Linked DNA regions of Mus musculus: region 2 is linked to region 1. Evidence: chromatin contacts called from public promoter capture Hi-C data. All regions are on one chromosome and are shown on one strand. Each heading gives the region's core, a stretch centred on a gene start, on an enhancer-like site or on the middle of the called end of the contact. The rest is flanking DNA. Distances are from core to core; before and after follow the strand shown. Region 1 has its middle 19 kb from the start of Gm31562. Region 2 overlaps Fyn (Fyn proto-oncogene).

Region 1 (7,140 bases), core at 685-3,184:
GAGTTCTTTTCCATGGCTTGCAGGACTGTCCAGAAAGTCCTAGTGTTTGCCATTTTGCTGAGCCATAGCCACACAGCACTCCTGGACATCTGCTGTGCATGGAGTCACTAACATTAGCAGGGAGGACATGCCTGGAGGGAGGAACAAGAAAATATGTACATTATTATAAGAGCAAGCCTTATGCCCACCACAGCCATTGACACTCATGGAGGCCCATGCCTTGTTGGCCCTGTCCTAGGGACAAGAACCACGTCATTCCACCCCCACTAAGGGCACAGGATTCTGTCTATTTTGTGTACACACATGGGGGGGGGCAAGGGGGAGAGGAATTATTTTAATGAAACAGTTGTTGTGGTTATTTTAATGATAGGAACCTAACAGTGCAAATCTGTTGGGCAGATAGCAAGCTGGAAACCCAGGCGGGGTCTGACCGGATGAACTCCGCCCAAAATTATTGTTGTAAGCCTTCACCTTCAATGGCCTTTCTCCCTTCCCAAGTTTAACAGGTCTACACATTAACCTTCAAAGAAACACTTAGATTAGTATCCAAGTAAATAGCAGTGGTATAATCTACTAGAGTTGACATAGCCGACTATCACTATGCAATTTCTAGTGGAGTCGTACAGAGTACAAACAAGTTCTGGTGTGTCTGAAGGCAGCTACAGTGTACTCATATAAATGAAATAAATCTTAAAAAAAAAACCACAAGAGAGAGAGGGAGGGAGAAGGGGGAGAGAGAGAGAAGAAGAAGGAGGAGGAGGAGGAGGAGGAGGAGGAGGAGGAGGAGGAGGAGGAGAAGAAGAAGAAGAAGAAGAAGAAGAAGAAGAAGAAGAAGAAGAAGAAGAAGAAGAAGAAGAAGAAGAAGAAGAAGAAGAAGATTGTCACTGGTACAAGGCTCTGGAAATGTTTGCATATAAAGACTGGGACAGGGGTGGGGGTGGAGGTGGCGTGGTAGAGAGGAAAGAGGGCTTGAAAATCCTAAGTCACTGTTGTATGTGGCTGAACTGAGATAAATTTTAAGGGGCTCAAAATTAGAAAAGAAGTTTGCTGTTGCTCAGACAATAGACAAGAACTAATACTACAGTCTGGAACTGTGAGAATGAAGTCAAAAGCGACCTAATAAGGCTAAGTAGATACTCCAGTGGCAGAGAGACAGTTCTTGACAGATTTTTTTTTTCCTCAGATGATAAAAGAATAATTTTTGTCTGGAAGTTGGTTGATTAAAAAAAAAAAAAGGTGGGGGAGATAAAACCCTTTTAGGAAATAAAGACACACACAAACACACACACAGAGTCATGTGTTTGGAAAACAAAACAGCTTACAGCAGATATGCAGATATTGCTGCAAAACAATTGGAATTAGCATTGCTGAGACATTCCCAAGCCTGAGGAGTCTCCCCATTAGCCTTCTGTGCATCTAGGCAAGGAGGCATCATTACACAAATTACAAGCCTGGAGAAGGGGCTTTTCACGGGGTGAACTTGCGAGAACAGTTAAACCAAAAGCAATTTTGCCTGACTGCAATTTACTCTATTCCCTCCGCTGCCGTTGAAGATATTTATGCTTGAGCAGAATTCTCACTCCCAATCTGATTTCTCCTTTTTCTCAATCCAGCCATGAAGTCATCCAGTTCTCTGTTTGGGACAATATGATTTGCTGCCATGGAAACAATTAAGATATCATAAATTTATCTTGCCCCTCGAGATCAAAGAGGAAAAGCAATAATACTAACATTTTTTTGCAGTTCAATAATGCCGTTCACCCAGCATCTCTGCTTAGTAAAGAGCATCGATCCGCAGATGGAGAAAAATGAAGGGGCACGCACGCTCCCGCTGGCTCATAGACAGGGTCGAGGATGTCCAGAGAGTTCCAATCCCCACCCAGCGCGGCTGTTCAGGAGTCAGCTCTCAGTTTCTATCTTTGTGAATGACAATGAAGAGCTGGCCCGGCTCAGCGCCAGCACTTCACCAGCTGTTCTTCATTACAAGAGTATTTGGTGGAACCTGGTTTGATAAAAACAGACAAACAAAAGCCCTTGGCGACTGTCACAGGGTGAAAATATTTATAGAGGGGAGGAAAAGAGGTCTGGTTGGAGAGCATTAACGCGCAGGCTTTCCTGCCCAGCTCGCTCCTCCAGTGCCCCTCCAAGTTCATTCTCTGGGCTCCCAGCCATGGGCCAATCGCTCTAGAAGCTAATGGCCCTTACTTAATGAGCCTCTCACTTGTACAGACCCTTCCCCCCAGGATCTAGGAGAGACCTTAGTGATGTGTTCATTTGAATAGAATAAAAATATTATTTTTTTTGTACTCTAGTTTCCTCTTGTGTTAAAGGATTCTGGAGCTTTGAGGGGAGCCTGCTGTGGGAAGATGAGTTAGGGAGGAATTTGGGTTAGGTAGTGTATTAAACTTAAATTATTTTCAGTTGTTTCTCAGTGTTAGTGGCTCTCAGGAATATTGTTAATGCCCACTACCTGCTGACTCCTCACTCCGTGAGTGGTGAGAAATTTGAGTGTGCCTTGGGTAGGAGTCATTGGAACAAGACACTGCAAGCTTTCCTTGTGAGTGGGATGTACAGGGTGCAATAATGCGTCTTTTACTTTGAGGCAGATGGATGCCTTAGCTCTTCCTGGACCACACTGACCACCTACAGCTGATTATGATGAGAAAGCTCCTAAATCTCCACTGAGTTTGTTTCCTGTCTTAGTACCCTTGGCCTTGGACTTAAGTATGAGGTACAGTTTCGGGGGCTTCTCTATGCCCATGGCTACTGCCCAAGAAGCCAGTTTGCACCTATAGGTGCCTAGTTTACATCTGAAGTCAATTTAATATCCATTGATTCAATGGCTCCCCTCTGAGTGACACTGGTATAACACAGATCACCTTCATTATTAGCTGCAGTTCTTGTTCCCTTGCTCTAACAAGAGGCTAATGATGATGCTTTGATGATGCAGTTAGTTCAAAGACTGGCAGCTGTGACTGGGTAGCCACCTTTGCCCCAGTGACGGTGTGCACTTTCTACAATGTCACATGTGCTTTCTCTTAAGGACTCAGCTTCTCTTTCAGTCAAGTTTCCATGTCGACAAACTGGCTCATGCCTAGAAATTTGGCAAGGACATTTGGTTGTAATTTATTTTTGTTAACAACTGTGATGGCAGATTTTGGTTGTCAACTTGACTGCATCTGGAATTAATTAAAACTTAAATGACTGGGCACACCTGTGAGAGACTTGTTTGTTAGAAGACCCTTTTCTGATGCAGATCTTTGGGGTGAGAAGATGTACTTTACTCAGGACCACAGCTTCTGCTGGTAGTCTATACAAAGGACATGGAAGAAGAAAGCTTGCTCTGTTTGCTTACATGCTTTCACACTCTCTGGCAAGTCCATTCCTTCCCTGGCATTACAGCATACTTCTTCAGGATTCTGGCGTATACTAAAGACCAGCTGAGACATCCAAGCCTCATGGACTGGACAACTACTAAATCTTGGACCTTACATATCAGTGTAAGATGGCCATTGTTGGACTAGCTGGACCACAGGCTGTAAACCATTCTAATAAATCTCCCTTATATATAATATAAAAATAATAAATATATATTTGTTCTATAAGCTTTGTTCCTCTAGAGAACCCTTATATACCATCTGAGTAGCATCCTTGCTGGACAGCCATATTTTAGCCTAGGGAAACTATTTGTTAATAGTGGAGAGCGTTTCCTTTGAGAGGGCTCATAATAATCCAGTAATCCAAAATCTTTCTCTAGGACTAGATAACTTCGCAGGTAAATTCAGCCACAGGTATCTCTTGGGAATTGCCCTTGTAGATCCCATCCTAACATTTCCCCTAAGCAGCAAGACACAAGCTCTGGAGACAGACAGTAGAGGCTCTACCACATACTATCTAGGCACCATTTAACAAGTTACTTAATATCTTTGGGACTCATTTTTTTTTTTAAAGCTGCAATCTGGGTATAGTCCAGTACTCCTTTGGCAGTTGTAATGAGTTCAGGTATATAAAGCATTTATAATAATGCCAGTACACTTTGGCATCATTACCTGTGATGGTTTGTATATGTTGACCTAGGAAGTGGCACTATTAGGAGGTGTAGCCTTGTTGGAATAGGTGTGTCACTGTGGGTGTGGGCTTTAAGACCCTCCTCCTAGCTGCCTGGAAGCCAGAATTTTCCTAGCAGCCTCCAGATGAAGATGTAGAACTCTCAACTCCTCCTGCACCATGCCTGCCTGGTCACTGCCATTCTCCCACCTTGATGATAATGGACTGAACCTCTGAACCTGTAAGCCAGCCCCAATTAAGTATCCTGGTAAGAGTTGCCTTGGTTGTGGTATCTGTTCACAACACTAAAACCCTAAGACAGAAGTTGGTAGCTAAACATATACAAACCATCACATTACCTAAGTCTCTGTTATCCTGGTGCTTTCCTTCAGCCAGCTCCCACTCAGCTTCACCCAGTTCCAGATGCAAGCTGTGGTTTCTGCCTCCTCTCTGCTCCTGCAGTAGACTGTGATGGCCTGCACTGCCATACTCTTCATGACCTGGAGGTTCCTGCCTGTCTGTTTTCCCTGCCTGGTTTTGTGTTCTTCCAGGGCTCAGATCTTGACACGGTGCAGCTATTTTTGAAAACTTTTTTTTTTTTTTTAATTTTAAAATGAGCAAGTGATCATGTATCATGGGAACTGGTTAATTTCAGGCCTGGTTCTGAAGTGATTTTAGAACTGGCCATCTCTCTACCAGCTGTGGCTAAGTCCTGTCAGGTGTGCATAACCACATCCATAAGACTACTTGCTAACCAGGCTCAATAAGTCACACTCCTCAGCGTGTATCTATAGCTGTGCAGCAGCTTTGGTTGAACTTTGTACCTGAAAGGAGGCTGGAAATGAAAAAGGACTGGGGGGTGTGGATGGGGGTGGGGTTGGGGTGGGGATAGGAGTGGTGGGAGATGAGAGAAGGATGAAGCCAAGACAAAGGTTTCTGTTCCCGGCTCAAAGTTTCATTTTCCAGCACTGTGTTTATATAGGGAAAGCTCACAGACCCATCCTTTGTTTCAGCTGGATTGAGTTGCAAAGCAAGCTCAGCGGGCAGTCAACTCCTCAAATCTCAGGTAGGAAATTGGAAATGCAGCAAGGCTAGGGGACTCCAGCTAGGTGGTTTAGGCTACTCAGGGCTGGGGGAAGGGCACCTGTACTCATCTCCTATGATAGTTACCACCCTGATTTGTTCCGATTCTGGACGCTTGCCCTGTCTGGGCTGTTGGACTCACTCATTTCTGGTTTCCAGGTTCTTAGGTCCTGAACTCTGACACCTTACATCCTTCAGCATCTGCTTAGACCTCCAGGTTCCCAGGCTTGTGTAGACGTTAGACCCTGGTTCTTCCTCCCAGCCCCATGCTCCCAGAATTAAGACTCACACATGAAATATATTTACAAATACCTTGGTCATATAGCTAGTCTCTTCTCTGGCTAGATCATAACTTAGAATAACTCATTAATTTTAACCTACATTCCTCCCAAGAGATACCTGTGGCTGAATTTACCTGCGAAGTTATCTAGTCCTAGAGAAAGATTTTGGATTACTGGATTATTATGAGCCCTCTCAAAGGAAACGCTCTCCACTATTAACAAATAGTTTCCCTAGGCTAAAATATGGCTGTCCAGCAAGGATGCTACTCAGATGGTATATAAGGGTTCTCTAGAGGAACAAAGCTTATAGAACAAATATATATTTATTATATTTTAACCTACATTCTGCCATGTGGCTAGTTACTTGTGCTCAGGTACCATACGTCCATCTCCTTACATCTTCCCCAAGCGAATCTCTCCTGTGGCTCTACCTCAGAATTCTCTCTTCACCCGGATGTCCCACCTCCTATTTCCTGCCTAAGCCATATAAGCCATCAGATTTATTATTGACAGATTCCACATCCATACAGTCATAAGATATCCTCTCTACAGGCTTGTGTTCTGCTTTTAGAAAGGTGACATCAGATCCCTTGTTTCTGTTGTGGCTTCCTAGTTCACAGCTTTTAACAGCCCAAGAAGCCCCAAGGTCCCTTTTTATATGTTTTTCTTAGCCAGTTGACCATGCTACTATCTCTGAGTCAGTCAGAACAAGGGCTTCCTGGAATAGTTGGGCTTAAGCCACTTCTCCATTCAACTACAACTGGCCAGTTCCATGCATTGTCAGGTCTAGCCACTTTTGACACTGTCTTTGCCCCCAAAATAAATGTAAACAGGCTCGGTGTGGTGATGCATGCCTTCAAGCCCAGCAATCAGAAGGCAAAAGCAGATGGGTCTCTGTGAGGTTGGTGCTAGTCTGGTCTATAAAGGTAGTTCAAGCCAAATAGGGATACATAGTAATGTTGTGGATAGCCCTGGGGCTAATTATATTTGATGTTAATTTCGTTCTCCTGTGAGTGGTTATGAACAAGGAATGAGTCAGCACTCAGGTGATTTCCTGTAAACCTACTTCCCACCTTAATTTGTAAAATAAAGAAGAGCTGATGATTGGGCAGATAAAAGGGAAGGTGGAGAGGAGAGAAGGAGAAAATGGAAGAGGGAGAGGATGCAGAGGAGGAAGAAGAAGAAAAGTGGAACAGAAGAACATGGCCTGGAGAAACCGCAGATTCTAAGGGGTCTCATAGATGTGGAAGATGGTAGTGTAGCAGTAGATCTGCCCAATCTAGGCACACAGCCTGTATTCATATTAATTGAGTCATGTTTTCATTGCTGGGGCATATTTGGGTTGGAGATTTACTGCAACATAGTAAGACCGTATTTCAAGAATTAATTAAAAATAAATATAAACAAGAGTTTCGGGCTTATGCACATTTCTGATCACTGTCAAGCAGCATGTGTTGGGAAAGAGATGGCACTAATTCTTGCTATTGGATTCCTGTTGGGCTCCTGACTGTAGCCCAACAGGAAGTTGTCATTGCCTGATGCCTAACATAGGTGTTTGGCAGTACTGCACAGCCTATGAGAACGGGAGCGTGATTTTGTTCACTCCCCATTCTGTGCCCAATGGAGATGATGCTCAACAATTACAGGGCTTTTCTTCAGCGTGCAGATACATTTGTGGACAATCTACACCTGACATTCCAGAAGCTGTTCTCAAAGATTGGCTTGTGAA
Region 2 (6,404 bases), core at 3,866-6,365, 280 kb before region 1:
CTGTGTGTGTATTTGCCAAGATAATTAGGAGCATAACCAAAGGGCTGGTCAGATGCTCAGAGGGTAACCCACTCTTGATGATCCCTGGAACCACGTGAGATGAGGGAGCCAGTTCCAGTTGTTCTCCGATTACCACACACCTGTGGCATGCTTGCACCCACCCCATCCACACACAGCAATGACTGTGAAAGAGCACAGCTGTGCCCTCACCCATCCTGATTGACAATGGCTTACCTGTCCCTCCTCTCGTGCGTAGGGTCCCAGTGTGAGAGGAGGAGTTCACACCCCCAAAGACGGTGAGTCCCTGGCCCCCAGCTGCGTGGAAGTTGTTGTAGTTCGGGATGGAGGTCACGCCGAAGCTGGGGTAGTGCTGAGGGGTGGGGTCTGTGCCATAGCGGTACCCAGAGCTCTGGTTCAGGCTGCCGTCCCTCTCCTCTGTCAGTTTCGCTGCTTCTTTATCCTTACATTGCACACAGCCCATTATCCAAGCTCCTGATGGAAGAGAAAGGAGGCTGTGAGCATGCAGGTTTCCTGGCTGCTCTAACACGGAAGACGGGCAGGAGATGCATCAGGCTGATCAAAGCAGGGCCAAGGGGCAAGGATGAGGAGGTATCTCAGTCCTCGGCCAACCACTGCCCAAAGTTGGCCACCAATTTCTTAGGTTTTTCTTTAGTCACCGCAAGGACTAATATGAGCAATAAAGTGAGTTTTTCAACACTAGAGCAAAACCTTCCAATACAGTGCCCTCTAAGGAGGATGCTGGGTTACCTGGACAGGAGAGGATGCAGCCCCAGGACTATTTACCAGACACTCCCACTGTGAGCACTTACTACTCACAAAAGGATGGTCCGCATTAAAACTGAGAAGTAGTGACTGCGTGAAAGTAAAGCTGGGCAGGACCAGAGGCTGTCATGACAGCCTCCAGAAGCACAAGCACTTGACGCTGCTAATTAGCATTTCAATTTTCTATTAGAGTTTGACATTCTTAAATGCTCATTTAGAGAGAGTGTTGCTATGGTCCAGAGGCAGTGGTGGACGGAAAGGCTGAGCTATGCCGCCCCACCCTCCTCTCTCCTGCCTTCCCAGGGCTCCTCATCTGGTAAATCCCCAAAGATCCAGCTGCTCCTATCCGAATCCTGAGGGGCCTCCTCCTCAGGGCTGCTCTGTTTACTTCACTCTTCCTGCGTCAGCTCTTACCTTCCTGCTGGGGATGAGGCCTTGACCACATCTGCCCTTTCTTCCGGACAAGCAAGGAACCCACCATGTCCCAGTGCCCACTGGCTTCTATGCTTTCCTTCAGCTTGGGACCCACTGTGCCACATTAAGAGGTGGCCTGTCTACTGTCCCTCTGCCCCATGGACAAAGGTCCATTTCTTCACAGATATACGGCCAATGCCCAGCACACAGGAGTTACTGAAGAAGTGACAACCGGATGAGGAAAAAGTCTGTTTTGTGCTGTATTTCTTTTTCTTTCTCTCTGTACCAAACCCAACCTTTCTGCCAGTGACTTTCATCAACAATATGTCCTGCTTCCCTCGACCCCATCCCCCCTTTTTGGGGACAGGGTCTCACTATGTAACTGGCTGTCCATGTAGACTAGGATGACCTGGAAGCTGTGCATCACCATACTGTCCTGCATTTTCTAATGTTACTGGTATGTAGGTGAGAAGTGAGAACTCAGACATACAGGGAAGGTAATGAATGTTACCACTGTAAGTGCACTGTGGGCAGACAGAACTTGCAGGAAGTGTCCCTGCCAAGACTCTGAAAAGTCGCTTTGGGACCAAAGCGTCAAATAAGAACCACGTGACATGATGTCTAATAGCATACACTCTCTGGGGAAGGCAGGGCTGGCACAGACCAGGAAGAGATTCAAGACCATAAAGGGTAACTCATATCCACGTAGGAGCTGTCACAGGCTGAGGAGATGCTGGTGGCAGTTCTTAAGCACTGCGCTCGTCTTACCAGGACACATTAGACACTCCAGAGCTCTCACAACCTACACTTCAGCAAATGCTTAGTGAGTTGACTTCAAGTTCTTGGGAATGAGAATGTTTGTCAGGCAGTCGCCTACTACTTGAGCTGAGATCACCAAATCTGGAACCCATTTCCTCATAAATCATTCAAGATGAATTTACAGCATGCTGTGTCCAAGGCGTTCTCTTGTTTATGGACAGCGAAGGATTTTAATGAGTTTCCAACAGGAAACTATCGCCAAGGCATAATCTACTGAGGCATTTCACCACCACTGCTGCACCATCAGATGGGTATGTACCTCGCTGACTTTGTCTTAACTCTTCCATGGTACAACGTTGCTTTGAGCTTTGGCAAGGACCAGACAGAACATACTTGCTCCAAGTGCTTTTTTTCTTGGGGATTTCATTGATTTGTTTAAGCAGAAGATGTGAGCCTAGAATTAGAGGGTCACGCTCACACCTGGCACCCCTGTCCACCAGGAGACATAGTAGGCAATGCTTGCAGATGTTTTCAGTTGCCAAAACTTAGGGAAAGGGGTACTTGTACTCTGTCAAACTTCTTACAAGGCACAGAATAGTCTCCTGCAACAAGCAATTCCCAGTGTCACAGGTATTACCCGGGAGAAACCCTGATTTTCTCCGAAACCTAAAACCAATGAGAACTTTCACTGCAAACCATCTTTTTAATGCAACAAAGCCACCTCATTAGAACTCTTGCAGAAAACAGGATATCGTGTCTCACGTAACAAAGAAAAGGCAACATTCTAAAGTCCCTAAAAAGAGTTCCACAGTGTTAACACAGAATTCACAGTGAAGGTATGAAAGGCATAATCCCCTTGAAGTCAGGGCCTGGCTGCTGGTCCTCTGCTTCCCAGCTGTGTGCACCTTACAAGCCTGGTGCAGAGCTAAGCATGCTACAGACATCAAGTGACTAAACCAAAATGATCAAAAAACAATTTTGGAGAAGGTAATCTTTGCAGAGGGAACGCAGTGCATGCCCTTGATGTTCTGAGTTAACTATATGCTTCTACTCGGATCTCGCTCTATTCTTGACTGATTTAGAGGAAGAATCAGGAGTAACGAGAGAAATGGGAGCAAGACAAAACAGAAATAATGCAGACACTAAGAGTCCATCATGATGATCTGTGTGAGAATCTGTGGTCTTCACCCTCCCATGTGGCCCAGGCAGCCTAACTACTCCTAGACAGAGTGTGAGGAGACACTATACAGATGGCATTCTGTGTCATCAGGCTCCTCACTGTGAGGCAAACTTCTGGGCATTTGGACTAAGATAAGAATCTCTCTGCCGGGCGGTGGTAGTGCACGGCAATCCTAGCACTTGGGAGGCAGATGCAGGTGGATTTCTGAGTTCAAGGCCAGCTTGGTCTACAAAGAGAGTTCCAGGACAGCCAGGGCTATTCAGAGAAACCCTGTCTCGATAAACAAAAACAAAAAACAAAAAACAAACAAAAAAAACCAGAAAAGAATATCTCTATTATTCGGTGTTTTCTGTGTCCACCAACATGGAGTAAGTGTACTAACTATTCTAGTTGCTTTTGATTTGTAGGTCACTGCAAAGCACTGTCAGTGCCACTCTGACAACACTGGGGCCCTGGAGTGCTGACTCGTAAGACACCACATCCATGTACCTAGTCAATGTGTCTGTCTAGAAGAGCTGGCAGCAGAGCGTCTTCACTAACCTGACCTTGTGCGACCAGTCCAGATATCCAGATTATAGCCTGTTTCTCCATCCCTTTGAAAGCTAAGGGACCCTGTTTCCTTAAATGGACATAGTCCCACAAATCTATTTAAGTTACACAACAGGGGAAGAGTTGCCAGACACACTGAAACACAGCCACACCCTCCTCCCATGAGCACAGCAGATATGATCGCTTTATACTACGGTCATGGTGTGGCCTCAAACCCTCCACACAGTTCTTCTGTGACAGAGGGGGCCCTGCAGTATGGGGGGGGGGGCTCAGCTATCACAGGTCAGGTACGTTCTGACCAGAGGTGGGCCCAGGTGGGTACCCACTCTCAACTTCTGAGGCTGGGCACACAAACAATGAGAAAGCTTCCATTTCCTCAGCTGCCAACCCAAGAGCAATGCCCATGATCAAGTTCTACAGCTGCTGGGTAACAAGGCCTGGATGAGACACCGGGCATGCTGGCAAATGCCTTTCTCTGCAACATACAGGGAAAAGAGCCAATGAGTAGCCGCCATCTTAGCAGAGTAGGCTGCTACCTTGGAGCCAACTTAAGAAGGAATGGAGAAGTGACAGCTCTAGACTTAGCTCTTCATCCCTATCCCCCTCCCATGCCCCATTCTCACCCTGGGAGCCTAGTGGGCAGCGCTGGCCTGGGAAAGGACAGTGAGGTCTGGCCACAGAACTCTGACACGACTTGCCTCATGGTCCCTTCCACTCTAGCATCGCTCTTTCTTGGGCAAAGCTGACAATGGAGAGTAAGAAAAGGATGGGAGCCGGACCAACGACACATAAGCAATGAGGAATTCAGAGCAGAGTTGTAGGTCCCCTGCAGCTCCTCACACTGTGTCAGGGGCAGAGGCAAAAGTGGACCGCTTCATGAATGAACAGCAGTGGGATGAGAGAGGGCAGGAGGAGGCGGAGCACAGTCAGAGTGAGGCGACCTTAGGAGAGAGGCTCCTGGCACACAGCTTTTGATGCTGAGAAAATCAACACCATCCACAGGATGAGTAACTTTACTAGGACTTTAAGGAACTTTACTAGATTCTCGGCAGACAGTGAATCCCCTGAGGAGCCAGGGCAGCTGATTAGGAGTTTTCCGCACATAACTGCTAGAGCCTCATTTAGGCAGCTCAACACTATGCCCGGAGCAGTGGTAGCTGGGTTACAGAACCTGCCAGCCAAGTTTCCTGATTCACCAACACCTTTCCATCCTGCCCAATGGGTTGTTCCTTCTTCCTAGAACACAGCCAGATGACCCTGGCAGCTTAAGGGTCTTTATCTGTCTTTTCGGTACAGTCAGAGAGGTCCTAGGAATTAGGTGGATGGAGAAAAAGCAGGGTGCCTTGGTGCCTCTTGGTTGCATAAGCACTGGTGGAGGTCCTAAGCCAAAGGAAAGATCCAGCCGGGTTTGCATTGTGCAACTGTAAGACCTTGGGGGCTGAGCCGCAGACAGCCTTAGTGCTGGGTCCACCCTGTGTCAGCGCAGTGCAGTGCAGTTCTGCCCACTTGGCAAAGTATACTTGCTGCCAGATGGATGGAAGAAGTGAGCCATTTGTCCCTGGCCCTGCTGAGGTTGTGCTGTGGTGCGCAGAACTGTAAGCTACCTTCCAACTTCCTGTACAGTCTCCAGGATGTGTGAATTAAACAGCCGCTCCTGTGTTAGGCTGTGTCACTTGGCGTAGCCAACCTTAGGAAGGACAGTGTCCCCGTGAGCTGACCTCATCAAGTAAGCCCTGGAGGTCATGGCTCTTCTTGCACATGCAGAGCCGAAGTGTGAGAAGAAGCATTCAAAGTGAGGATCCTCTCTCCTGCAGCTCTTAACACGTGGCCAGATGTGGGCTCTCCACTGCTGAGGAGCGCTCACAGCTGGCAGAGCAGGGAACTGGCATGTCAGTTCCAAGACCACAGCAAACCAGAGCAACTGAGACTGATCAAGAGTCTGTGTGAGTCAGGAAACCGATTCTTCCCTAGCAAGGCCCCAGTGACAGCTCAGCTGACACCCTTAGTTCAGCCTCGCTGATCAGAGATTCCGGTCATGCTACGTGCCGGCTTACGGCCCACAGAATGGTGAGCTAATACACGGATGCTGTCCGAAGCCTGCAGAAGATGAATGCCTAGTTACGGGATGGGGCACTGTAGAGGTGGTGGTTCCACATCCTGGCAGTCATAGCCAACATCCGAAGTGTATGTATGCATACTCATGTATGCCAGGCACTGCACTGTACTGCACTGGAAAACGCAACCCCACCACCACATTCTAAGTCCTCAAACATGGGCCCTGTTATAGAGAGGTAGGGGAATGTGTCCACAGCTCAGCTCGGGGTGGGGACGAGAGGTGACAACAGGTGACTAGAGTCCATGTCCAGAACTCAGGACTTCTGCAACAAAGCTGCTTTCTGTACCATGGAGCCCTGGTAAGTCCACACAAAAGTGTACAAAAGAGGCATGGCGGGAAAGTCAGAGGGAAGGACGCCTCTTGACACCACGTCCAGGGACAGAGAGCACAGTGCCTCTGTTAGCCTTGGTGCCTCTGTCTCCATCTACATTCCACACTGTGAATAGTGGGTTCTATGGAGGTGCTGGAACCACAGTGAGTCACCTCTTCCTTGGTATGGTTTGGCATCTTAATGACTGTTTGAGCCAACAAAACTAAAGCAGCCCTCAATTTCCCCGTCTTCCCTATCTGTGGCAAGGGTATTTATACATACCACGAGGGAGG

Evidence for each region. Capture Hi-C pulls out chosen DNA fragments and counts their contacts.
Region 2: a contact with region 1 is called in a promoter capture Hi-C map of adipose tissue. The contact joins two enhancer-like sites. A contact is called at or near these places in 2 of 39 promoter capture datasets (liver and pre-B cells), 45 of 484 Hi-C or Micro-C datasets (the 63-12 cell line, the AML12 cell line, the BV-2 cell line and 28 more), 10 of 115 datasets of contacts at active chromatin or transcription factors (differentiating embryonic stem cells, embryonic basal ganglia, embryonic stem cells and 4 more) and 3 of 9 other capture datasets (adipose tissue, embryonic tail and liver).

What each region holds. Positions count from the first base shown.
Region 1 is chr10:39,222,610-39,229,749 of GRCm38.p6, reverse strand. No RefSeq gene overlaps it. Among named protein-coding and RNA genes, the nearest start is that of Gm31562, 19 kb to the left of the region's middle. Within about 2 kb of position 1,934, at least 66 of the 459 cell types and tissues checked have an H3K27ac peak or open chromatin away from gene starts, as enhancers often do. A contact at or near this core is called in adipose tissue, muscle stem cells and uterus, where this site is marked.
Region 2 is chr10:39,505,827-39,512,230 of GRCm38.p6, reverse strand. It overlaps Fyn (Fyn proto-oncogene), which reads right to left. Exons shown (of 14, transcript NM_001122893.1): 4 at 235-492. The coding sequence starts at 481. Among named protein-coding and RNA genes, the nearest start is that of Gm40627, 81 kb to the left of the region's middle. Within about 2 kb of position 5,115, at least 41 of the 459 cell types and tissues checked have an H3K27ac peak or open chromatin away from gene starts, as enhancers often do. A contact at or near this core is called in adipose tissue, muscle stem cells and uterus, where this site is marked.